Regions from separate parts of the Mus musculus genome. Here regions 2, 3, 4, 5, 6 and 7 are each linked to region 1. The links are chromatin contacts, called in public Hi-C, HiChIP or PLAC-seq, Micro-C and promoter capture Hi-C maps. All regions are on one chromosome and are shown on one strand. The core of a region is the stretch at or near the end of the contact, and the rest is flanking DNA. Distances in the headings are between cores, read along the strand shown.

The links. Promoter capture Hi-C pulls out the DNA fragments that hold promoters and counts their contacts. Hi-C and Micro-C count contacts between places; a contact is called where the count stands out from the background. HiChIP or PLAC-seq counts read pairs in DNA pulled down with a chosen protein or histone mark. Capture Hi-C pulls out chosen DNA fragments and counts their contacts.
Region 2: a contact with region 1 is called in a Micro-C map of palatal mesenchyme, with 2.1 times the contacts expected there. The contact joins the enhancer-like site here to the promoter of Thap12 in region 1. A contact is called at or near these places in 13 of 39 promoter capture datasets (the 3T3-L1 cell line, 3T3-L1-derived adipocytes, the HPC-7 cell line and 8 more), 1 of 15 datasets of contacts at CTCF or cohesin (embryonic stem cells), 8 of 484 Hi-C or Micro-C datasets (bone marrow-derived DN2 thymocytes, cerebellum, cortical neurons and 4 more), 28 of 115 datasets of contacts at active chromatin or transcription factors (the 230-238 cell line, the NIH/3T3 cell line, the SCID.adh cell line and 21 more) and 4 of 9 other capture datasets (adipose tissue, embryonic stem cells, liver and 1 more).
Region 3: a contact with region 1 is called in an H3K27ac HiChIP or PLAC-seq map of microglia, with 4 times the contacts expected there. The contact joins the enhancer-like site here to the promoter of Thap12 in region 1. A contact is called at or near these places in 7 of 39 promoter capture datasets (the 3T3-L1 cell line, 3T3-L1-derived adipocytes, the C10 cell line and 4 more), 17 of 115 datasets of contacts at active chromatin or transcription factors (the SCID.adh cell line, bone marrow-derived dendritic cells, bone marrow-derived macrophages and 13 more) and 3 of 9 other capture datasets (adipose tissue, liver and pancreatic islet).
Region 4: a promoter capture Hi-C map of the HPC-7 cell line shows a contact between it and region 1, with 6 times the contacts expected there. The contact joins the enhancer-like site here to the promoter of Thap12 in region 1. A contact is called at or near these places in 10 of 39 promoter capture datasets (the 3T3-L1 cell line, the HPC-7 cell line, cranial neural crest and 6 more), 5 of 484 Hi-C or Micro-C datasets (bone marrow-derived DN2 thymocytes, cortical neurons, muscle stem cells and 1 more), 25 of 115 datasets of contacts at active chromatin or transcription factors (the 230-238 cell line, the NIH/3T3 cell line, the SCID.adh cell line and 19 more) and 1 of 9 other capture datasets (adipose tissue).
Region 5: a contact with region 1 is called in a Hi-C map of CD8 T cells, with 7 times the contacts expected there. The contact joins the promoter of Dgat2 here to the promoter of Thap12 in region 1. A contact is called at or near these places in 2 of 39 promoter capture datasets (neural stem cells and pre-B cells), 2 of 484 Hi-C or Micro-C datasets (CD8 T cells and muscle stem cells), 6 of 115 datasets of contacts at active chromatin or transcription factors (the 230-238 cell line, embryonic hindbrain, embryonic stem cells and 2 more) and 1 of 9 other capture datasets (adipose tissue).
Region 6: a contact with region 1 is called in a promoter capture Hi-C map of liver. The contact joins the promoter of Acer3 here to the promoter of Thap12 in region 1. A contact is called at or near these places in 1 of 39 promoter capture datasets (stem cell-derived epiblast-like cells), 3 of 115 datasets of contacts at active chromatin or transcription factors (bone marrow-derived dendritic cells, large pre-B cells and memory CD8 T cells) and 2 of 9 other capture datasets (liver and pancreatic islet).
Region 7: an H3K4me3 HiChIP or PLAC-seq map of the SCID.adh cell line shows a contact between it and region 1, with 4 times the contacts expected there. The contact joins the enhancer-like site here to the promoter of Thap12 in region 1. A contact is called at or near these places in 6 of 39 promoter capture datasets (cranial neural crest, embryonic stem cells, hippocampal neurons and 3 more), 10 of 115 datasets of contacts at active chromatin or transcription factors (the 230-238 cell line, the SCID.adh cell line, astrocytes and 7 more) and 2 of 9 other capture datasets (adipose tissue and liver).

What each region holds. Positions count from the first base shown.
Region 1 is chr7:98,701,827-98,705,541 of GRCm38.p6, forward strand. It overlaps Thap12 (THAP domain containing 12), which reads left to right and starts at 1,421. Exons shown (of 5, transcript NM_028410.2): 1 at 1,421-1,652. The coding sequence starts at 1,564. It overlaps Gm15506 (predicted gene 15506), which reads right to left and starts at 1,102. Exons shown (of 1, transcript NR_144495.1): 1 at 1-1,102. It also overlaps the pseudogene LOC108167485.
Region 2 is chr7:99,073,282-99,076,685 of GRCm38.p6, forward strand. The region is part of intron 5 of Uvrag (UV radiation resistance associated gene); the gene reads right to left. Among named protein-coding and RNA genes, the nearest start is that of Uvrag, 66 kb to the right of the region's middle. Within about 2 kb of position 1,985, at least 18 of the 459 cell types and tissues checked have an H3K27ac peak or open chromatin away from gene starts, as enhancers often do. A contact at or near this core is called in liver, muscle stem cells, palatal mesenchyme and 1 more, where this site is marked.
Region 3 is chr7:99,041,462-99,045,107 of GRCm38.p6, forward strand. All of the region lies in intron 6 of Uvrag (UV radiation resistance associated gene), which reads right to left. Among named protein-coding and RNA genes, the nearest start is that of Uvrag, 98 kb to the right of the region's middle. Within about 2 kb of position 2,095, at least 60 of the 459 cell types and tissues checked have an H3K27ac peak or open chromatin away from gene starts, as enhancers often do. A contact at or near this core is called in the HPC-7 cell line, adipose tissue, bone marrow-derived macrophages and 1 more, where this site is marked.
Region 4 is chr7:99,091,536-99,095,101 of GRCm38.p6, forward strand. All of the region lies in intron 4 of Uvrag (UV radiation resistance associated gene), which reads right to left. Among named protein-coding and RNA genes, the nearest start is that of Uvrag, 48 kb to the right of the region's middle. Within about 2 kb of position 1,621, at least 30 of the 459 cell types and tissues checked have an H3K27ac peak or open chromatin away from gene starts, as enhancers often do. A contact at or near this core is called in the HPC-7 cell line and memory CD8 T cells, where this site is marked.
Region 5 is chr7:99,181,159-99,184,512 of GRCm38.p6, forward strand. It overlaps Dgat2 (diacylglycerol O-acyltransferase 2), which reads right to left and starts at 1,555. Exons shown (of 8, transcript NM_026384.3): 1 at 1,234-1,555. The coding sequence starts at 1,354.
Region 6 is chr7:98,308,040-98,311,309 of GRCm38.p6, forward strand. Acer3 (alkaline ceramidase 3) reads right to left here and starts at 1,503. Exons shown (of 11, transcript NM_025408.3): 1 at 1,309-1,503. The coding sequence starts at 1,411.
Region 7 is chr7:99,127,194-99,130,484 of GRCm38.p6, forward strand. All of the region lies in intron 1 of Uvrag (UV radiation resistance associated gene), which reads right to left. Among named protein-coding and RNA genes, the nearest start is that of Uvrag, 12 kb to the right of the region's middle. Within about 2 kb of position 1,983, at least 66 of the 459 cell types and tissues checked have an H3K27ac peak or open chromatin away from gene starts, as enhancers often do. A contact at or near this core is called in the SCID.adh cell line, embryonic limb bud and memory CD8 T cells, where this site is marked.

The DNA of each region.
Region 1 (3,715 bases), core at 171-2,670:
ATACCGTAGCAGTCGTCAGATCTCCTACTCTCTGAGCATGCTCCCTGCAGAAGGTGGCTGGCAGGGGCCCGACTTCTGGGATTCTACACAGGCAGAGCCATTTCCTCATCAGCACTCTGCTGCAGCTAACTCCACATCTCAGAACTTGTCCTCTTTTCCCTCACCTATAAACTAGCGTTCTTAATTTCCTTTGAATGACCAGATGGACACTCAAATTTCCCCAAGTTCAGGCTGATCCTTCAAAATACTTGCTATAGCTTTGACAGACGTTTTTCTCGTGTTCAGGTTTCCTTTCAGAATGAATCTAATGGTTTCTTTCTCTAAATGTAATTTCTTCAGCCATCCTTCTCACTGTTAACTGCTTGTTCACACAAAGTCCGTGACCTTTTGGATATTTGCATCCGTTCTGTGGGTGACTGGACGACTACTTCATGGATCATCTCAGACATTTTCCCACCCTTCTTTAAACCTTTTGTGCCAGTCAAATACTCAAGCCCTCGACACCACTTCACCCCCATACGCTTCTTTCAAAAGTGGTGGGTCTTACTTGCAGACGTGTTCGATTTTACGCAAAATTTGATACTTTGTTCTAAATAGCGGCCACTCATTTTGAAACAAAACCATACAGGAACGTTATCAGGCCAGGACTGTGAGAAGCCTGAGGTAAAAATCTCTAGGGTGCTGCTGGCCTAATCATTGCACTATTCCTGCCTCTCTGGAAACCACCAAGGAAGTTACTGCTTTTCTGAGCTTTTACCCTAGCGTCTAGTCAAGGTGTGCGGCTAGCAATCTAGCACTAATTCGGTCACAGAGTAACCGGAAGGCAAAACGGGTTAAAAATTAAATCCTCTACAACTCATGTTTGCGTTCAACCCGCGAGTTGTTTCAAAGCAATCGCAAGGGTCATCCCGAATCTGTTGCCTTTAAGAGTCTACGGTGACTCACGCAATGGACGCATGAACCGTGACAACTTTTACACAAGCCGGGCAGACGCAGCCGTGAAGTAACGTTCTAGCTTGCCCTGGATCTGCAGGAACCCGCACACAGCAAACCTACCCGAATAACCCGGGGTTGCGCTCGCCAGTCCCGGGGAGACTACAGCGCATGCGCAATTCCTTCCTTGCGCGGGTTGGGTTGTGCGCATGTGCATTGAGACTACGCAGCTGGCCCGACCCTCTCGAGTGCGCATGCCCGCCCGCAGGGACGGTCGCCTGCGAAGAGGGCGGGGGCGGATAGCTGAGGGAAGAGAGGGCACCCTCCAGCGCCAGGGTGCATTGTGGGAAGGAGGCGGTAGCGTCCCGGGCGGGCTGGAGGTGCAGCAGCGGCGGCGGCGGCGGTAAATCCTCCCGGCCGCACACAGCACTGTGGAGCCGCGGCCCCAGCCCAGCCTCGGCCCGCGCGCCCCTCCTGCCCCTCGCGGCTTCGCGCGCCAGCCCCTCCTCCGCGCGCGGCCTTGCGGAGCCGGCCGGCCGGCCCAGCTCCCCTCCCCGGCCCCGCGGGGCGGCCGCGCTGCCCTGACGAGGCGGGGAGGGGAGGGCTGGACCGGCCGGCGGCCGGACGACCATGCCGAACTTCTGCGCTGCCCCCAACTGCACACGGAAGAGCACGCAGTCTGACCTGGCCTTCTTCAGGTTCCCGCGGGACCCGGCCAGGTGAGTGGGGCGCGGAAGCTTCAGGGACTTGCGCGCACGTGCGCTCGCGGGCACCCGGCCCAGTGGGTGCCACCCGGGGGCGCGAAGGCGGATGAAGTGGGCGCTTAGCGCCTTTGGTGGTCCGACGCGGTTCCTTAGCTGTCAAAGAAGTAACCCTTCTCCAGGGCTGTGTTCCCAGGGGCCCTGCCTTCCCCCGCGTCACTGGTCTCTTCTAGGACAGTGTTTCTGTTTGGAGGCGAGCCGCTTTCTTTGATCTTAAATCAGGTCACAACTGCCTCCTTCGGACTTGTCAACCCAGTGTTCAAATGCCGACCGTTACTCATTGTCTCCCTTGGTTGTTGGGACCACAGAGGACAAGTGTGAGGGCGTGGGAATATGGTATTGCAACTTCACTTTTCCTTGGGGTAGTTTATAATCTGGGACGTAGTCTGAGAATCATAGGGACTTAGTGTGATAGACTGCAGGTAGTTCTCAGAGCTCTCCTGTTGGCTCATTCGTTTAAAAATCAGTGCTTAACCATGTTTGAAGTACTCATGTCAGGTGCTGGAGACTCGAGTGAATTTTGTCACGGACGGCAGAAAGCACCTAATCCACAGAGAGAGAGAGCAGATCTATCAACGAGCGCTGAATATAGCATGATATTAATTGAGCAAATATTTATTGAAAGCCGACAGTTGGTAGAAATTGGTCAGAGTATGAGAGTGGGTAACATGAACCAATGAAAATCCCTCTTCTCAGAGGTTACATTCAAGTCTTGGGAAATTGGCAAGTAAAATATTTATAATACCGTGTCCAATAATGAAAAATATCCTGAAGAAAAATACAGCAGGGGTTGGAAGGGCTTTTAGCTAGGGAACAGGTGGAAAGATAGCTCAATGCTGAAGAGCACTTATACTCGCAGAAGGCCTGGGTTCTATACCCACATTAGGTGACTTCAGTTCCAGGGGATTACACAACCTCTTCTGGCCTTCCTGTGTACCAGGTATGCTCAAAGTGCAAAACGCTCGTGCATATACCAGAGCAGATTAAAGAAAAAAGCATAGCCAGGGAGCTGAGCAGTGGACATTGTCTGTTATCCCAGCGCTGAGGAGGCAGGGAGAATTGAGATTTGAAGCAGGCCTGGGTTAGAGTAAGTTCCAGGCCAGTTAGGGCTGTAGTGTGAGTCTTGTCTCATGAACCCGTTTAAAAAAAAAAGTATAAAAAACGGAGGCACAGTTTCTATTTTAAACATAACAGAAAAAAGTCTCACCATAATGAATCTGAACAACAACAAAAAAAAATTGAATTGGGGAAGGGGAGAGCTGTGCAATATGTTGGAAAAGCATCTGGAAACAGTAAGAGTGAAGTCAAGGCATGCTTGCTGATGAGGTTTATATGGGAGACGGAAATTGTTTAGGAAATTGTTGTCCATGGAAGATATTCTGGTGGTTATCCTGAGTGAAGTGGGAGAGTTTAGAGCTGCAAGAGTTCTTAACAGGATTTTTGGCTGCTTGTTAGTTGTAGGGAAGTAAAGATATGAGCAGGAAGACCAAGGGAAGACTGTTGCAATAATCCAGATCAGTAGAAGAGGATGAAGAGGGAAATTGATGCCTTTAGATAAGGTTTGAAGATGAAGCCAACAGGATTTACTAGTAATTTGGATGTCGTTTATAAGAGAAAAGAGTCAAGACTAACTTCTGAGATTATGTGTGGGTATGGGGTGTGTGTATGTGGAGGCCAGAGGGCATCCTGTGTCTTGCTCTATTCCTCCTTTAAGAAGGATCTGACTGAACCTGTAGCCAGATTCAGCCAACCCCAGCAATCCTCCGTCTCCACTCCCCAAAGTGTTAGAGTTACAGAAGTTTTTAACATAAAACAGTTACTGACATAAGAAAGATTGGAGTATTAGTCTGTTCGGAAGATATTATAGTTTGATTTATAGTGTGATACCTGGTAGGCTTGGACAGGCAGAGATGTCTTCAGCCAGAGGATGGAGTTTAGCACTAAAGAACCTGATTAGCATGCATGAGGTTCTCGGTTCTGTCCCCTGTACTGGGGGAAATAGAAATACCTTCATACCACAT
Region 2 (3,404 bases), core at 735-3,234, 370 kb after region 1:
AGCCAAAAGCACAGCAGCAGGAAACAGAAGCGGCGCTCAGACAAAATCCAAGTGTCCTGGTTTGTTCGGCTTCAGGAACGCTGATGGTGAAAGTGATGGGAGACATGGCTGGGTAAGTAGGCTGGGAGCCCTGACACCAGGCCAGAACTGAGACAACCCACGGTCATCAAAGCTCGGGAAGGGTTTCTAACACTGCAGTGGGACCATCAGAGCTGTATATAATAAAGGCTACTTAGGGAAGAACTAATGTGACGAGCTGGCGGAGGCAGAATGACCAACTACAGTGAGTTGGCTGTTATAATAGTCCAGGCGCAGAGAGATGGCTAAGAAAACGAGGTGGAGAGTGACTGGGGAAAGCGCTCAGCCTCACCAGAGACATTTGTCACAAGGAAGTCACTCAACCTCGCGCAGAGACATATTTGCCTTTCTCAGTTTCAACTTGGCCAGCACTGGAAAGTGCATTAGGGTCTGTGTACATGTGCACATTGGACCCAGGCTGTTTGTGGATTCAGCAGGTGGCTATTTTAGGAGTAGCCATGTTTGTATACACACACAAACATGTACATATGCCACACACAGAGACACAACAAAAGTATGCACACTCACACACTGCATGTACTGAGAGCTCTGACTCAACAACAGCCGTGGGAAAGAAGGGGTGGGGAGGGAGGGGCGGGGAGGGAGCACAATGGAAGGAATCCGAATGGAACACACACACAGAGCAGATGATGACAATTTACTCGATATAACTTTTAAGCAAAGAAATAAAGTATGCCATGGCAAGATTAAAGAGATGTGGTGAGCAAGACACAGCAGACAGCAGCAGAGTCCACAGGCCATCAGGAGACCGGCTGCTGCAGGAATCCAGCCCTCTAGAGGTGGCTGACTGCATTACGGAATGGAGATGGAAAAGAAGCTAGGGAGACCAGAGTTGTTTCAAAGAAGGACTCTGAAGGACCCAGTGGCTGCATGAATAGAAGGGAGGGAGGGAGGGAGCCTCCGGGTGGGAGGGAGGGAAAGAGAGAAAGTCAGCCAAACCTCACTAGAGACATGAGCCTGGGATCAACAACTATATAGTAAATGAAAATGTGGAAAATTGAACAAAAAAATAAGTCTGGAAGCCGAAAAACTCCCTTTACAGTATAATAATAATTTGCAAACAAGTGTCTATAAGAAATTGAGCAAAACAGACTGAATTCTGGGTAAGGAGCCTCACAACTGCTGACAACCAAGTAGTACCCCTCCTGGGGTCCCCACCATAGACCACCAAGCATCTGCTAAGTCATGACTACATGCCAGGGCACTGCTACACACCAGCAATAAGCTATACCAGAGCAGACACTTGCCCTGGCTTCATACACAGGACAGTCAGACAAGAAAGAGATGAGACAGCAGGCAAACAGACATCACAGTAAGGTGCTGAGGGAAACGCCATGCATCATGGGAGCACAAGAACTGTCCTAGGGAAATAGGTCTAAGTGACAAGGACAAATTTTAGCATGAGAAAATGTTTTAGAAGCCGGGCAGTGGTGGCACACACCTTTAATCCCAGCACTTGGGAGGCAGAGGCAGGCAGATTTCTGAGTTCCAGGCCAGCCTGGTCTACAGAGTGAGTTCCAGGACAGCCAGGGCTACACAGAGAAACCCTATCTTAAAAAAAAGAAGAAGAAGAAGAAGAAGAAGTTTTAGTAATGGTTTAGAAAGAAGAAACCAGACCTTGATAGGAGTGCACGCCACTGATTAGTGAAGACAGGTGCTACTGCCTTGATTTGAAACAACAAAGTACATTAACATTTTAGAAATGGAAAACAACCAAAGCCCACAGTGAAGGAGTGGACACTGGCAGGTTCTATCGTTACTGGTTCAAAGAGAGAGGGGATGACGTGAGACAGCCTGGGCTAAGAGAGGGGTGGGCACTGGTACTATTGGACAAAGGGTCACTGTGGCAGAGGGGAGGAACCTACTCAATTGGGGCCAGGAGGGTGCACCAGTCTCTGAAGCACCTGACCAAAGTCCAGCTGGCCAGGAAGGAGCTATGTGGGGAGACTGGGAGGCTGGGGGGTGAGGGGCTAAAAGGACTGGAGGTGACCTCCTAGCGCCCGGTCAAAAGCTCAGAAGCACCTGTAACTCCAAGCTCTGCAGACTCTAATGCCCCCCCCCCCACACACACACACACACAAACAAATGAAAGTTTTTAAGAAAATCCGGATACAATGGGCTAAGGAGAACAAAAGTCTGGCAGAGCCTGAGGACAGCGTAAGCGATCCCCTGCAGGTTTCCAGCAATGCTGGGCGCACCGTCTTTGAGTGGCAAGTGAACTTTGCACAGCCCAGACTCACCAACCTGGACAGAATAAGAAATCAGATAGGCAAGAAGAAAAATAAAAGACAATAAAACAAAGCTGACGGCTTATCCCACATATGGGGAAGTGTCCTTTCTATGGTTGCAGTAGGCTGGTTACACTATGCGTGAGGAGGGCTACCTGCTGGATCCACAGACAGCCTGGGTCCCATGTGCACATGTGCACGGACACTAATGCGCTTTCAAGTGTTGGCCAAGTTGAAACTGAGTAAAACGGCAAGTGTCTCTGCTAAGCGTCTGCAGGTCTTGGACACCCTCTGCCTGGGCTCTGATGAAGCCCAGATGCTGAACCGTTAAAGAGGGAGGGGGAGACCTCTTCTCAGACACTGAGCTCAGTATGGACACCCTCCTGCCCCCAGTGTGGCCACAGCTTCAGACGTGCCTTTCCTCTCTCGAAACCGTGAGAAGCACTGTGCAGTAAGGACAGCAATGTAAGCGAAGACACGTGAGTCCTGAAATGGGCATTACTGCTTTTTAAGGAGCATTCAAAGCAATAAGGAAGGTTCTTTTAAATTAAGGTTCTTGGGTTTAAAGTAAGAAGTCACAACTATAAACACTCAAGCAGAAAGTAGACTAAGAGTCTTGGTGCTGCTACTTTCAGAAGGACAGGAGGGCCTGCTGGAGTGGCCGCCTCTGGAGTGTGGTGTCCATTTTACAGCAGGGCAGAGCAGAGAGGAGGAACAGAACTCAAGTGGACTGCATTCATTCCTGGAAAAATGTGGCCAGGCAGAAAAAGCACTAGAGCCTGAGACCATACAAGTGAGACAGCGGGCTGGGGAGAACCCTTGGCCAGGGAAATGCCCGCCGGACAAGCATGCTGTCTTGTTCGGTAAAAGCCAGGTAGAGCTGTTATGTGTCTGTAACTGGTTTGGGGTGCTGAGGTAGGTGGATCACTCCAGCCTCACCAGGCCAATGAACTCTGGGTTCAGTGAGAGACTGGGTCCCCGACGATGACGTCAATAATGTAGAGAACAGTAAAGTAAGACACTTGTCACTGACCCCTAGCTTCCATACCTACATATGCACATGGGTATACACAGACA
Region 3 (3,646 bases), core at 845-3,344, 340 kb after region 1:
GAGTAACAGAGCTTGGGAACATAAAGAAGGGGTGACAGGACCTCAAGGGGAAGCAGACACTGTCACAGGGCTCAACGCTGCTCTCTCAATACATGAGAAAATGAATAAAAAATGCTATTTTAAAAAACCACCTACCTACCTAATTTGCCTACAAATCTGACCAAATTAACTTAGAAACTCCCACTCAATAATAACAGAATGTGTTACTTTGCAAATGATCAAGAAACGGTTACCATTAAAAAAATATTCTGAACCAAAACACAAATCTCAGTAAACTGAAAAAAAAAAATTAAACCACACATTGTGAGCTTTTTCTTCACAACAAAATCAGACATGGAGAACAAAACAAACAACAACAACAACAAAATCACAACCCTAAGTACACAAGTGTTACTGTAGTAGCTGTACCTAAACAACGCTGTCTGCAATAACCCGGAGCAGCTTCACTAAGTAGTGCACAGGCATACAGACTCCTCCCACTACGGTAAGGACACCGGGTACTCTCCCGAAAGCTACTGGGGAAAACCCAGCAGGTCTTAGCATCTGTTCATTTCTCCAGTGGGTCTGTTTGTAAACCTACAACGTAGACCGTGATGAACTAGATGTGCAGGGTAGGGCAGAGATAATTAGATCAGATATCACCATTCTCGACTTTCTGGCCCCTTATGGAGAGACAGACTTGTAAGCATATGCATCTACTGTGAGATATCAACCTTACAGACTGCCACAAAATGGATATTTCATGACACCGATGCTCCTTACTGCGCTAAGGAGACACATTTGCTGTATATTTTAAATACACTTGGCCACTAGAGTGGTAAGACACGTAAGTGTAAGTCTGTGTAACATGACTACATCAGGTGAGGATTTCACACTCTTCCTGTCTTCTGAGAAACAGATAATAAATTATATAGAGAGTCTACAGTTTATTACAAATTTACCCTTTATTGTAAAACATGTTATTAAACAATTATATACAGTTGTGGGTTAGGGGAGACTCTCTAAAATCAAGTTACATTGTTCAGGAAGTCAGGTGTACTAAATACATTTTCAACTTAAAATAGGCTTATTGGGGGAGGAGGCAGACATAGCTAGCTTAGCAATTACTGCTCCTAGAGAAGACCCAAATTCAGTTCCCAACACTGAAATGGTGGCTGGCTCACAGTGGCCTATAATTCCAGCTCCACCTCCAGGAGAGCTGACATTTCTATCGACCTCTGAAGGCACTGGACATGCACATGGCGTGCTTGCATACATATACATTAAACACTCATTCACAGAAAATAAAAGTAAGTAACTCTTAAAAGAAAAAATGGTTAAACTAGAAAAGGACTCCACTGGATGTCATGGGCCACACACAGTCTGCTTCAGAGGGAAATGTTACAAAAATGTGAATTTTCCCCAACCCCATTTTTTGCTCCTTTCTGAACAATTCAGTAGAACAATTCAATTTGGTCCCCTCTGATAGGACCAAATAAAGTAAAATTCCATGTGGCATTGAAGATATGGACGAGGTGGGATCCTGGCACAGCTGTAATAGCCAGGGCAAGCCACAAGGACTCCAACCCAAGTAGATGAAGATGCAGTCCTGGGTGGAGGGCATGCCGGGTTGGGTATGTGAAACGACAGCAGGAACAGCCAGACAGACTATACACACTGGGAACTGGCTGAATAGTGAATGTCATGGAGGCAGGTAGCAGAACTCACAGTGCTGGAGAACGTGGTCATAACTATGAACTGTAAAACAAAAGCCCTCAAATGAGCCCCTGGATCCACTACATCCAGGGATTACACTAGATCCAGGGATCTGGATTACAGTATGCCTGTATAAATTCAGGTTTCAACATGGGTAGATGGTAAGAGAGGCAGAGGATATAAACATGCAGACACACACAGGCATGCCTGTGTGTGCAGAGGGATGGGGACAGAGGTAGACCAGATGCAAAGAAGACACAAAGGCCCAGATCCTAACTCCTACAAAACTGCGCTAAAGGAACCGGAAGGCCCTCAAGTGACAGGTTCCCTTGGGGGCAGAGGGAAGCCTGCAGAGCAGTCACTACTGGGCAGTGAGGAAGCTGTTCTCAGAGAATGAGGAAGGAAAGAAGGGGCTTGAGCCTTACAGTAAGGAGTTACAGTACCACATGACAACCCACTGGCTCAGAGAGAATCTGCCTGTCCACACTGACAGGCAGACAGACAGGAGAAGACTAGATATTTTCTTACACTAGAATGTCAGCGGATGAAAGTAGAAGAGATGAAGGAATTAGAAAGTAATCAGTAATACAGACAACATAAACGTGTGCTGAAACCAGTGGGAGGAACTTCGATGGGAAATCATCTAAGTCAAAAGGGTTAACTTCACTGAGGAAAAGGATGACAGCCATCACCCTGATCAAATCTTCCCATGCAAGAATGTCCATATTGTGACAAACTGAAATGGGCATTAGTCAAGACTGAACAAATTATATAAATATTAGGACTTAAGTAAGAATGCTTACCATCTTCATGAGGAAACATCAGACAAAACAAAATGACAGGCATTATAAAATGACTGCCAAGAGAAGACTGAGGAACTGCCTCAGACTGAGAGGAGGAGGAAAGAGGACAGCTACCGAGTGGTACGGGATGGAATCCTTTTGGTATGAAGGACACGGAAACAGATGGAGACTCTTGAGACTTGACGTGATGGATGGATTGGGTGTTGCTGAGGTGTGAATGGGAACTGACTGATTTCCAGGGCTGCACCGCAGTTATCTAGGCAAACGCTTGTGTTTGCAGACGCTTTACTGATGCCCCTGGTACAGCTGGGAGGGCCCTTCTAATTTACTTTCAATGGCAACAGGGGGAGAGCACTTGTTACTATTTCTGCAACGCTCCCATAAATTTGGAAATATTTCATAGGAAAAGAAATATAAAATGCTCAAGAAACGAAGGCAAGAAATACATACCGAATCTCAACCCCAATCTCCCCAAACAACACAGCCATCGACAGCTAGTCTGCTCACTGCAAGCCATCAACAGCTAGTCTGTTCACTGCAGGCCATCGACAGCTAGTCTGTTTACTGCAGGCAACACACCCGTCAACAGCTAGTCTGCTCACTGAAGGCAACTTCAGCCAGTGGCATCACTGAGCAGGGCGACATATTTCACAAGATCAGCTTCCTCCCAGAGATAATTCACTCAGTAACTAACTTATTGAGAATGAGTTTTCAATGCCAGCTTTATCACTAAACTGTAATATTTAAGTCACTGGGGATGTGGAGACTAGATCAGCAGGATTGGTTTGGTTTGGTTTGGTTTGGTTTGGTTTGGTTTGGTTTGGTTTGGTTTGGTTTTTCAAGACAGGGTTTCTCTGTGTAGCCCTGGCTGTCCTGGAACTCACTCTATAGACCAGGCTGGCCTTGAACTCAGAAATCTGCCTGCCTCTGCCTCCCAAGTGCTGGGATCAAAGGTGTGCGCCACCACTGCCCGATTAGCAGGATTTGTAGGACACAGAAGAGACAAGAGTTTCTGAACCTGGCCTGTACGTTCTCTCTGTCAGTGGAAGAAAATGTACGGTTGCAGATAGCTTAACTCTAGCTTTAGGGCTATTGTTTGGCAGTTTATATAAAGGAGGCACCATTCTATTTCAATTTTCAAGCAAAAC
Region 4 (3,566 bases), core at 371-2,870, 390 kb after region 1:
AACTATGAATGAAGAATTCTATTTGCTGATTGACAGCAGAGTTCACACGACACACTCATGGAGCATTTACCACTGTGCATTGACTATCTGGGGCCGTAAAATGAGCCTTAAGAAAGACAGTTCAAAGCAATGAAACCACAGAAATGACTTTTCCTAAACTCAATAGAATGAAAGTAGGTATCACCCACAGGAAGATGTCCAGAAAATCCACAAATATTTAAAAGTTACTAGCATACTATTATGCTCAAAGAATAAAAAAGATACATTTGAAAGTATTTGGAACTGAGTAAAAACACAAGGGGAAATGTATGGACTATGCCTAAAGCAATGCTTAAAAATTTTTTACTAAATGCTTATTCTGAAGATAGAAGTTAAGTTCTCAAATCAGGAATTCCATTCTCTCTAAGAACTAAAAAAAGAATAACCAGGAAAATCTACAGCAAGCAAAATAGTAACCATGCTAAGCTGAAAACAGATTCATGAGCCTGAAACGATAAAGACAGTCAATGCCCTCACACACTACCTTAAGGTTAGTAAACTGTTACATCACTAGTGACAGGTCAGGAGAGGAAGAAGATAGAAAACCCCAGGCACAGAACACAGCAGGCTCGCTGTAGACCTACCCACAGCCAAAGGATTGGTGATGAGGGTGGATATCTCTCTACCGATGTACATAACACCTCAGGTGAAACAGGCAACTTTCAAAGAAAATCCATCAGCACTCACTGAGGCGGCCCTGCATCGGAGACAGTAAGTCCCACTTCAAAACTCCCCGCAAAGAAGTCTCAGCACCCAGATGGTTCCATTGAGAAATTCTGTCAAATGTTTGCAGAACAGTAAAACATCTACAACAACTCCAAAACCAGAAGCAGACACGCGCAGCCCATGTGAGAACAGCCTGACCCGCACCAGACCAGAGGACACGGACACTGCTAAGACCCGCACCAGACCAGCGGACACGGACACTGCTAAGACCTGCACCAGACCAGCGGACATGGACACAGCTAAGACCCGCACCAGACCAGCAGACACAGACACTGCTAAGACCCGCAGCAGACCAGCAGACACAGACACTGCTAAGACCCGCACCAGACCAGCAGACACAGACACTGCTAAGACCCGCAGCAGACCAGCAGACACGTACACTGCTAAGAAAAGGGCAAGTACCTCTCAGGAATGAGGTATTGTTTCCTTTAACAAAATATTAACGAATCAAATCTGTCAGGATAGATTAAGAGCAAGAAGGAACTTCCTTAACCTGATAATAATATACTTAATAGCAGAGGGCTAAATAATCTGATATACTTAATAGTGAAAGGCTGAATAATCTGGTAATATTATACTTAATAGCCAAAGCTGAATGTTCCCCCTCAAGATAGGGCAGGAAAAGAAAGAAAAACAAGGATTTGCCCCTCATTAATTTTTATTGGACAATGTACTGAAGGGTAGTAGCAACTAAATAAGACCCCGCCCAAAAGATATAAGGTGGGTGTTAAATGTGCGATGATCCTCGCGTTGGCTCGGGTATTTGAACACTTGGTTCCCCGATGATGAGGCTGATAGGAGAGGCTGGGGAACCTTAACAAAATGGAGCCTGCTAAAGGAAGTGAGTCACTAGGGCTGGGTCTTGAGGTTTGGGGAGGGGGGCATTTCCTATTCGTCTCACTTTGGTTCCTGACTGCTCTGCAGTGTGTATCTGCAAATGAGCATGCAAGTGTATGCAGGCCAGAGGTCAACATTAGATGTCTTCCTCAGTCTTTTTCTACCTGATGTTCTGAGGCAGGGACTCTCACACGACCCAGAGCTCGCCTATTCAGCAGGGTGGCTGACCAGTCAACTCCAGGGATCCTCATCTTAGCATCCCAGGGCTGGCTTACAGATCGGCACTATAGGTGTGGCTTTTACATAGGTCTGCAGAGTTTATTCAGGCCCTCACAGCTATGCAGCAAGGACCTTACTGACTGAGCCACCTCTAAAACAGCATCGATTTAAATTGGCATAAAAAGATGGGAATATAGAGGTAGAAATCTAATATGTGAGACCTGTAGGCTAAAAACTTCAAAATCCTAGTGAATTTTCATAAATGAACAGATATATAATAAATATATATAATGCCTACAGAACAAAAGACTCAATAGTCCCCAAGCTTGCTTTGATTCAATACCTATTAAAATACCATTAAAAAATCTACAGAAGACAAAAAAAACTTACAATAGCCAAAATAATTTTGGTTTTTATTTTTATAACGTTAATGTTTTGACTGATAGTTTAGAACTAAAACCAAGGGGCCAGGGGACCTAAACCCAGGGCATAATATAAAACTACTGTAGTCAAGACAGACGCACACATCAATGAGTCAGAGTCGAGAAACAAGATTCACACAAATGATCTTCAACAACAACGTCAAAGAAAAGGTAAGAGAATGTGCGTGAGTCAGGGGAGAGCTGCTTGTGGGAAAGGGAACCAACAAAAGGGGTGTGGGGGATGAAAGGGCAACTGAGGAGGGGTGATAAAAACAGTGCGTGTGAATGTGCTGTAATGTGACCCACCACTGTGGATGACTTACAATGCAATTATAGGAAGGAAAACAATGCAAGACCCAAAGGTTCAATGAAGACATGGTAGCCTTTATAAAAGTACAGAGCCATTATCCATTCATCTGCAGAACAATGACCTTTATATTTATATAAATGTTAGCTCAAAATGAATACCTGCAAGCCAGGCACAGTGACGCACATATGTAACCTCAGCGCCTGGGAGCTGGAGGCGAGAGGGTCAGGAGTTCAAGGCAAGCCTCAACTACACAGAGCAAGCTCAAGACCACCCTAGTCTACATGAGACCTTGTTTCAATAAGCAAAGTCAAAAATAACAACACAGAGGCTGGACAGATGGCTGAGCAGCTAAGAGCAAGTGCTTCTCTTACAGAGGCCTCGAGGTCAGTTCCCAGTGCCCATGTCAGGTGGCTTACAGCCGCCTGTAACTCCAGTTCAGTTCCCAGTGCCCATGTCAAGTGGCTTACAGCCGCCTGTAACTCCAGTTCAGTTGGAAAGGATTCCATAAACTCTTCTGGCCTCTGTGGGCATCTGTACTCACATACACACACCCACTGGCAGACAAACATACCAGTGTACATAAAATTTAAATAGAAATAAAATGCTGGGCAGTGGTGGCACATGACTTTTATCCTAGCTCTTAGAAGGCAGAGGCAGGAGGATCTCTGTGAGTTCAAGCCCAGCCTGGTCTACAAAAGTTTCAGGACAGCCAGGAATACTCAAGAGAAATCCTGTCTCAGATAGATAGATAGATAGATAGATAGATAGACAGACAGACAGACAGACAGACAGACAGGTAGGCAGACAGATACTTTCAAAATAATAACAAAAAATGGACAAATATTAAACCTACAACTTCAACCAAAAAATTTTACAAAATAGGAAAAAATTTTGGTGGCCTTAGGCTAAGCCATGTATTTTAGATGATATAAAAGGCATGAAAGCTTAAAAGTTGATATTGCAGACTTCATCAACATTTTTTAATGTGTTCTTTAAATGCCACTCTTAAGGAA
Region 5 (3,354 bases), core at 305-2,804, 480 kb after region 1:
AACATGTACTAAGAGATGTAACCACTAGATAGTTGGTTTACCAGCAATCTTATTTTGTTCCTGATTGCCTAAACTTTCAAGATTACCACAACTAATATGTCCTGGAACTAACTCATCCTGTAAGCCAGGCTGGACTCACTCTCAAGAGATCTGCCTGCTTCTGCCTCCCAAGTCCTAGGATTGAAGGTGTGCATCACCGCTGCCCTTTCTAAGGAAAACTGGGGTAGCTCGTTCCTCCTCCTTCAGTTTCTGCAGCTTCAGCTAAGCAACGTGGGGTGCTTTGCCTTGTATGGAAAAGGCTGAGGTGTGATTTGAACTGTATGCCCCCCTTCCCCATTCACTGAAGGCCTCGGTTCTATCTTGAAGGCAGACACAACTTCTAGAAGGATAATCAACTTAGGCAGATCTCTGTGAGTTCAAGGCCAGCCTGGTCTATAGAATACCAGGACAAACAGAGCTGTTACACAGACTAAACAAACGAAAAAAATCCAAGGGTTTCCCACCCCTCTTCTAAGTATGTCAGACTCAGGGTTGCGCTGTGAGGGCTTCACAGTCTGGGTTGGCCCACAAAAGCTGGGGCAGAGGGCAGTTGGGGCACACCTGGTTCCAGGCAGGCATGTTCTCCATCCAGTGACTGTTTCAGGGGATTACAAAACCCTACTTACCACCCTGCCCCATCCAGTTCCTCCCAGCCAAATCCTGCTCCACCTTGTGAGGTAGATCAGTACTGGGGGCTGGAGAGTGAAATATCACTACTAACTGAGCTGAGTGGGTGGTGTCGCCCTCAGCAGCTGGGGGGATGGCAAGTGATGTAACACGTGTTGCAACATTAGTGAGTACCAGGATGGAGAATGAAGCCAGGCTAGCCTAGGATACCAGGTTGCCTGGCTCAAACTGGGTAACCAGCCGAGCTAAGCATGAATCTTGCCTCATCCTTAACCAAATGACAGGATGCAGAAGAGTCAAGTTCCCCTAAAGAGAAGCTAGTTGTAGTGGCACACCTGCAATCACAGCACCTGGGATGCCAAGGAAGGAGGATTAAGAGTTGGAAGCCAGCCTAGGCTACAAGGCGAGACCTTTTAAAAACTGGAAATAATTGTCTGGGACTCCGACCTGAACTAGCTAGCCGTCCGTCCAGCACAGGGCAGCACGCTTTGGCCAAAGTCCCTTCCTGAAAGTCGTCTTGCTGTGGGTGCCCTCAGGATGAAAGCCCTAGGGATGACTGACACTCACCCCATCGCCCAGACCCCTCGCGTGACAGGGCAGATCCTTTATTCTTGTTTTCGCTGCGGGCAGCTTCCGCCCGACGCTCACCCCGCAGGACCCCGGAGTAGGCGGCGATGAGGGTCTTCATGCTGAAGCCAATGCACGTCACGGCCGTGCAGAAAGCCGCCTCACGCCGCGCCCCTGACCCATGCCCCGGCCGCCGGGGCCAGGGCTTCGCGCTGAGCTCCGGGAGCTGAGGGACAGCGCCCAGGCCGTGGCGGCAGCAGGGCGAGAGCTGAGGTAGGTAGCCGCTGCCACCCTAGATGAGCAGAAAGCCAGCGAAGCGCGGCCACGGCGCCGAGCGCCGCTGCGCGCGCACTTTATAACCTCACAACGGGGCGGGTCGTGACGCTATAGGGCGGGGCAAAAGGGTCCGCCCCGGACTGTGCCATGTTCTTGTAGGGGGTGAGACTCCCGGCGATAAACTATGCACAGAGCCCAGGAAGGCAGCATGGCCTGAACTGTACGGTTCAGAGTCTATAGAATACGGGCAAGGGAGCCGGAGTCCCGGTGTATGAAACTACTCCTGGTTGCCCCAGCGACCGCCTTGTCATTCTCCCAAGCCTCTCTCTCAGACGTTAGTACGGTCCAGCAGCTGGAACGTGGGCAGGGAGTTTGAGCACGTGCGGGACGATCCGGACCGTGCGGGTGCCTGTGTCCCTTTTGGCTGTGCTTTCCTTGGGCAGGCCTAGCCTGCAGTGAGTAGTGTTGGAATTCGTTAGGTTACAGCTGGACCTGACAGTTACCCAAGTGCCGCAGCCTTTCCTTTTACCAGCAAAAAAATAGGAGTGATTGAGTCTTATCAGGAAGGAACCTAGAGCGATGGAGTCTACTACCTGTAATCCTACAATCCTAGCAGCTCGCTCTCTCTCTCCTCTCTCTCTCTCTCTCTCTCTCTCTCTCTCTCTCTCTCTCTCTCTCTCTCTCTCTCTCTCGCCTCTTCTCTCTCCTCTCTCCCCCTTCTCTCCCCTCTCTCCTCTCTCTCTCTCCTCTCTCTCTCTCTCTCTCTCTCTCTCTCTCTCTCTCTCTCTCTCTCTCGCCTCTTCTCTCTCTCTCCCTCCCTCTCCTGTATGTATGCAAGAGTTTGAAGCCAGCCCAGGCTACATAGTGACCCTGTCTCCAAACACCAAAGACAAAGGCAATACTACAAGCATAGTGAGTGATGGACTTCAAGCCCAGTTCCAGACCTCTCTTCCTCTCTTTTCCTCAACTTCAGGGTGTCTTTTGTTTGGCTTGGTTTGCCGGAGGGGGGCAGGGTGTGGGGTTGAGGGTTGTGTGAATGTTGATGTTTTGGTTTTTCTTTTCTTTTCTCTTTTTAGAAATTGGGTTTCTCCTTGTAGCCCTGGCTGTCCTGGCACTATGTAGACTAGGCTGGCCTGAATTTATAGAGATGCACCTTTGTCTGACTCTAGTGCTGAGTGAAAGGCATGTGCCACCACTCGCAGTTTGCAGCTTCAGTTTTCTTTCACATCTGTAAAAACGGGAACACCCGTGATTGTATTGTGAGAGGCTTTGAGAATTGAGGAACTGAGGTATATGGACTAAGCTCACTACAGGCACTGGGACTCATTCCCATTGCCCACAGAGGAAGAGGAGTTCCGCAGAATGAGGGTGTGAGCACAAGCCGAAGGGCAGCATCAGTCAGCATGTCTGGATTGGGGCAGGACCATAGAGACTGTAGTCCTGGCAACGTGGGAGATGGAGACTGCAGTGACATGGGATTAGAAAATCCTCCAGTGTCTCTCTTAAGACTTTGGGGTGGGACTGGGTTCTGGGAGAGCCTTAAAAGAAACGAAAGAGGTAAGATGAATTGTAGGATCCCTCTTGACAGAGTATGAGAAATAAACGTGAGGACAGGTTGCAGTGGGGAGCTGGGTGAGTGGGAGAATCTCAAGCAAAGGCAGTGGTTAAAGGTATGCCCTTCAGAAAAAAGATAGGACTGGGGTGTGGCTCACCTTTGGGTTGCATACTGTAAGGTCTAGGTCAATAGGGCCTTGGGGAAGAGCAGAAAAGAAAGGAGGTGAGTTCTACCTGAAGAGGGGAGAAAGTCCCAGGGCCTGTGACAAATGCCATTAGTGAAACCTAGAA
Region 6 (3,270 bases), core at 253-2,752, 390 kb before region 1:
TCTCCCTGGCGGTCATGAGCCTCTGGTATTCTTGCCAAAACTGTCTAAAAACTAACAGGCAAAGTGCTTCCTTTGCCAATGTTTGGGTTGCCAAGTAATTACCCTATAAATGATCCCCTTTGCCCATTTTCTCCTTTACTGTATAAAAACTATTTATTTAAACTAGTGGTTCTGACACTCAGCCTAAATCATGGCCTCAAGGGCATGGGACTAACGTCCTGAAAAACTACAAGACTTTCTCATCTGGCCTGAAACTCGTCCTCCAAAAGAACTTAAGTACAGAACGTTAGCTAAGAGTTTTGCCTCACGGCCTAATAAAGTGGATCCATTCAAAAGAAGGCAGTAGCAACCAAAGACTATTCTCTGTTCCTTGCCAGAAACCAAAAAAGGACGTGTTCTCAAAAGCTAACCAAAGCGGATGGAAGAAGTGGCTGATTTCTTTCTTGCCTGGTTGGAATAATTATGTAGAAAACACAAACACACACACACACAAACACACACACCCCGAGAAAACCCTAATCTGGCTAGTAATGCTGGTCTCCAGGAGCAGCAAATCGTGAACTCTAAAAGTGCTTTCATAGAAATAAGTGTCCTCAGATGACCACTAGCCCCTAGAAAGTCTGATAAGCTAGATGCAGTGGGGAAGCAGGGAGAGGTAGTCTCTTGGGAGAGCAGCTGAGGAAAGTAGTGACTAGGTGCTCTGGCTACCACCTCTGGGACAAGAGGAACAGTGATCTCTAGAAGAAGGCAGCGGGTAGGGATGGCAATAGGAGTGAGAATGGGGGTGGAGGCTCCGGCATTGAGAAACGGTAACTGTCTCCTGGAAGTGAGTGGTCTACCGAGAACGGACAGATGAAGGGAAGGCCCCTGAAGAGTATTCCCGGATTGAGGGTGGATGAAGCCAGTGAGCGTCCCCTTCTCTGTGCCCGGCTGGCTGAGGCCGGGTAGCAGCATTCGGGCCCTCCCGGCAGAGACCTCCTCAGCCCCGAGCGACTTCAGGGCGGGCAGTGGCCGGCCTGGCAGCGGCCGCGCTCAGGTAAGAACTCCTATTCCCAGCGGCGCGCCTCACGCTCTCATCCGAGGTCCGGGCGCGGCTCGTACGTCCCTTTCGTCCCCAACCTGAAGGCCCCCAGAAGCCAGTCCAGGCACCACTGGCGGCCACGTCGGCTCCCCGGCTTCCCACGGCCGCGCACGCCTAGCTGCCGCTCGCGGGCCCGGCCTGGAGCCTACCCTCGCCGCCAGGTTCGCCCTCCGCGTTCTCCCACACGTCTCCCCTCGGCGCGCGCCCTCGCCTCAGGCTCCACTCACAGAACTCAGCGACGAACAAGGTCACCACATAGTTCTCCTCACACCAGTCCAATGTGGAGGTCGTGGGGCCCCAATAGCCTTTGCGGTCCACAGCCGGAGCCATCGCGCTGACGCCCCACACACCCTGCTCAGCCGCTCTCGGGCCGGCTCAGGCAAAGCGCGCTCTCCGGCTTCCTCCTCCCTTACCCAAAGGGCAGGGGCGGGGCTAGAGCCGTCACTGAACCTGCCCAGAGGCAGGCCCCGCCCACCGAGCCTCTGGCCCGTCCCGCTCCCTGCCCAGTCCCACCCACCGCTCCCGGGGCAGGCGCAAATGACCCATCCTGATCGTGCGGGGCTGATCTGTAGCTCTTGGACCCTGGGTGGGAATCCGGAGAAGTGGGAGAGGTTGTTATCAGCCAGAGGAGTTAGGGAAAGGGGCGGGGGGAACCCGGCCGACCCCGACGTGAGGGTGAAGTAAGTTGGGAGGCTTCCAGGACCCACTTTTCCGTCAGGATGGGACCAAGCCTCTATTAGTGTGAGGGCAGTCTGTTTTAATTGGGGCAAGAATGAGAAGAAACCTTTCTCTGTCAAGATTAAACTTGCACAATGAGACACCTCAGTGTCTAACTCAGACCACGGACCTCCAACGAGGGAGGAGACTAGTAACAACACCCCCAGGCAGCTCCAGAGATACCCAGGAAGTCATTCTGAGTGAAAGGGACAAGTCAGAATGTACAGAACAAAAACCAGGTATTAGGATCCTTTAAAAGTATACACTGAGGGGCTCCGCTGTTAGGACCGTTGACTGGACTTCCAGAGGTCCTGAGTTCAATTTCCAGCAACCATATGGTGTCTCACAACCATCTGTAATAAGAACCAATGCCCTCTTCTGGTGTGTCTGAAGGCAGCTACAGTGTACCCACATACAACAAATAAATAAATAAATAAATAAATAAGCAAACAAACAAACAAATCTTTTCTTAAAAAAAAAAAAAAACGTGTACACTGAGTAAAGTACTAAAAAGTCTGTGGCTTCCCTTTAGGCCATGCACAGCATTTTCTGCCTCTTTAGTGAGCTTTTCTCCCTTGTCACCTCCACACTGGGCTATTAAAGTCCGTGAGATGGCTCAACGGGTTTGGCTAAAGGCACTTACCATGCAAGCCTGGCAGGCTGAACCTGATCTCAAGAACCCATGTAAAATACAAGGAGAGAACCGACTTCATAAAGTTGCCCCCAGACCTCCGTACAGGCAACATAGCACACGTGTCTACACACACACACACACTGGGGGGGGGGCATAATAATAATAATAATAATAATAATAAGAAGAAGAAGAAGAAGAAGAAGAAGAAGAAGAAGTAAAAACTTAAAAAATAATGGATACATCCTGCTGCCTTTTGTGTTCAGCTCCATCAAACTTTCCCCCTGCTATGAAGATGCCGACTCTCCCACTTTTGTTTAAAATTTTGCTCCTTGAAGACCTCCCTGGCTTTCACACCTGAGAGCCTTTTGTCCTTCCTTCGTATCCCACACTCATGACACCATGAATAGAGACACTTCCCATACTTTGTGAGCCAGCCTGCAAGATTCTGCCTGGCCACACTGTGCAGAACAGGGATATACAATTGTTATTTTCTAAATGAGTCTGGTGAGCTGCAACCAAAGGGGAGGGGGCCAGAGATGTGCATCATTATTCACAATTGGATGTCATTCAAATAGGTTTAGCAGAGGTGAACCATTGAAAGTCAAGGTACATCTGTATTTGCTTTAAATATGTGATATATATATATATATCACATTAGTTAAGCTAGACAGTGGTGGCTCATGCCTTTAATCCCAGCACTCTCAAAAAGCAGAGGCAGGCAGATCTCTGAGTTCAAACCCAGCTGGGCCTATAGAGTGAACTCTAAGAAAGCCAGGACTATGTAGAGAAACAGTCTCAAAAAATGTTTTATTAATTTATTTTTTATTTTGTGTGTGTA
Region 7 (3,291 bases), core at 733-3,232, 430 kb after region 1:
GGCGAGGCTAAGGCAAGTGGCTCTCTGTGAGTTCTAAGCCAGACTAGTATACAGATAAGAGTTCCAGGGAAGCCAGGCTAAACAGAGAAACCTTGTCTTGTGGGGAAAGAAAAGTGAAGAGGGCAATAAATCTCTTTGTTAAATTATTTATTGTTATTTTACATGCATTGATGTTTTGCCTGCATGTGTGTCTGTGTGAGGGTTGTCAGATCTTAGAGTTAACAGTTGTGAGCTGCCCTGGAGGACTGGGAATTGAACCCACATCCTCCAGAAGAGCAGCCAGTGCTCTTAACTGCTGAGCCATTGTGGGTTAGAATGGTGTCCCGCGGCTGTTCCACCACAGGGCCACTCATGGAGGCGGGATTGGACACAGGAAGTCTGACTGCAAGCACCCCAGGCTGCCAGGCTGGCTTCGGGAAGCTGCAGGACCCCGCTCCAGGAGTTGGGAAGCATAGTCAGAGTTCCCCGCTGAACTGCTGGAGTTCGGCTTGGATTCTAGGGTACCACAGACACCGCAAGAGCTGGCTCTGGGGTCCCCAGCCTGCACAGAGACCAGGGACGGCAGGTTCTCACTCTTGGGCACCACAGGTGCCGCTGAATGCCTTGGAAGAGCTGAGAACAGAGTGGGTGCCTGAGGGCGGGCACTAGCCCTGGCCAGAGGGAAAAGGGCAGGAGAGCGCTCCAGCTGGTTCCCACAGAGGAGAGTCCTTAGTTTGCTTGGCTTAATGGGAAACAAGTCTGAGAGCACAAGGATATTAGATGTGCCGTCCAATAAGAAGAGGCAGTCCATGGTTTAAAGGTGTTTATTGTCATGGCTGAAAGGGGAGCTAAGAGGGTAGTAGAGGCTGAGAAAGTAGAGAAGAAGAGGCCGGCCATGGCCACGTGGAGAGAGGGGGGAAGGGAATGCAGGGAGGAAGGGAATGCAGAGAGAGGGGGAACAAGAGGGCAAGAGAGAAGCAAGAGGGAAACAGGAGTAAGAGAGGGAGGAGGGGGCCAGCAGCCCCTTTCATAGTGGGCCAGGCCTACCTGGCTGTTGCTAGGTAACTGTGGGCGTGGAGTCCAGACAGAATACCAGGAGCTTGGGGCGGTGCCCTACCTGACTAATGGCCACAGAATTAAGGAGCTGGGCCCTCATGTCAGGAGCCTGGTGTCTGGGAGCATGACAAACTTCCTTCCATACCTTGCAGAGTTATCTGCTGGGTCTCCGGGGTTTAACCCTAGCTCACCCAGAAAACAAGCTGCTTTTCAAGGTCCCAAAAGCCATCTCTCTCCAGCCCCCTTGCAATAAATCTTTAAATGGAGACATATGTAACAGCCATTCCCTGTAGAAGTGCAACACAGTGAAAGCTCAGGTTACAGTAACCCTGAACTTGAGGGATGCTCTATACACGCTAGTGAGCAACCACTGGCTGTGTCCCTTCCTGCAGAGTGTAGACATGTCCATCCGTGCACCTATGTGGCTTGTTGGAGAATAAAGCAATGGGTGTGAAGGCCCTGCAGAAACAGTGAGGAACTTTATGAAAATAAGCTGATAGACAGATGGGGGCGGGGCTGTTAGGGGCGGGGCTGTCAGGGAAGTACATGGCTGACTGAAGGAAAGAGACAGGCTAGAACTCAGCTATCTTCATATTGATGAGAAAAGAGAAGGAAAACAGACCTCAGACCCAAAACAGTCAATGACTAGAATTCCAGAACTGCAGACCAGAGAGGCCTCTGAAAGTCATCTAAGCCAGGGGACCCTGCACCACCAGCGAATGTGTTCCTCATGCAGACCCTAGGTCCTAGCACAGCAATGACCTACTCAAGTAGATCCCTTATTCTTTGTCACCGGGTACTTCAAATGCATGTTTTCGATGGAAGCAGAGATCTACAGCATCCAGACTTATTTTTTAATGAGAAAGCCCGAATCAAAGCAGGGAGTACTCACTTCACACTGTTAGTAAGAAGCAAAAGTGAAACTGGGCCTGATCTCCCAGATGGGTGCACCAAGCTTGCCCCTGAGACACCCGGCTTCAAAACCTGTGAGGCCTCTTGGCCTTTTGGGTCTCATGTATTCTACCCAGTTACAACAGCCAGCAGTGTCCATCCACTGTCTTCCGAGCATGGCAGGCATACACGGTTCCGCCTGTGTTATCAACTTCCGATTCTGAAAACTAAAGTTCAGGTCCTACTATCAAGCTCTAGACAACTCCTTAGGAAGATTCGAGGCACTGAGATGCATTTAGCATGGACATGCTGATCCCAGGCAGAGACTACCGTAAGCCAGAACTTGGTATTTCTAAGGCAGAACTTTGACTTCTCCTTACTCCGGCTGCATCCTTTCTTAGAAATTTAACCCATGCTCCTTTACGTAGCGAGGTCCTCTTGTTCCGCTCATTCTAAGCTTCATAAACAAGCACAGGGCCCCAAACCTCCAGCAATCACAAATCTTCTCCTTGCATACCATATCGTAATAAACCAGATCATTTTATTATCTCCTAACTACTTGTGATTTGCTAGCAACACCTCTGAATACCATTACTGCAAAAGGAACTCAAAAAGTTCCAAGAACTGGGATCATAAGTGTGCACCACCATGCCCAGCAACAGGAGGGGTTTTGGGTTGTTTGGTCTCTCTCTCCCTCTCTTCCTCCTTCCTTCTCTCTCTCTCTCTCTCTCTCTTCTTCTCTTCCTCCTTCCTCTTCTCTCTCTCTCTCTCTCTCTCCCTCTCTCTCTCCCTCTCTCTCTCTCTCTGCTGGAACTGAACCCACTGGCTTCATGCAAGCTAGGTAAGGGATTTACCACTGAGCCACACCATCCCTAGCCTTGACACTTTTAAAAGGCAAAGCCTGTGTTCTTTGTTTATAAATTGACTAAACCTGGATGGCAGCTGGATCCTGAACTGAAGGGAACCAGAGACCAGGTCTAGAACATTCCCAAAGGCCTGTGTGTTAATGGCTTGGTCCCTGGGATAGCACCACTGGGAAGTGTGACAAACTTCAGGAGCTCAGATTTAGCAGAGTCTTTAGGGCATGCACCCTTAAAGGGATGTTGGGGTTCCCCAGTCAGGAGGGACAGCTTTGAGCTGCTGTGCTCACAGAGTCCAGGCTGTTTCACCATAAGGGCAAGCAATGAGGTCATGGATTGAAGCCTCCTAACTCCAAATTTCCAAAAGCCCACCCTTTTCATAATTGATTCTTCTTTTCTTCTTTCTTCATTGTAACAGAAAGCTAATACCAGAGATGTTCTGAAAAGGACATGTGGTCAGCTAGCTAAATTGGAATGTGAGCCACGGAAAGTGAGCGGCAAAGGG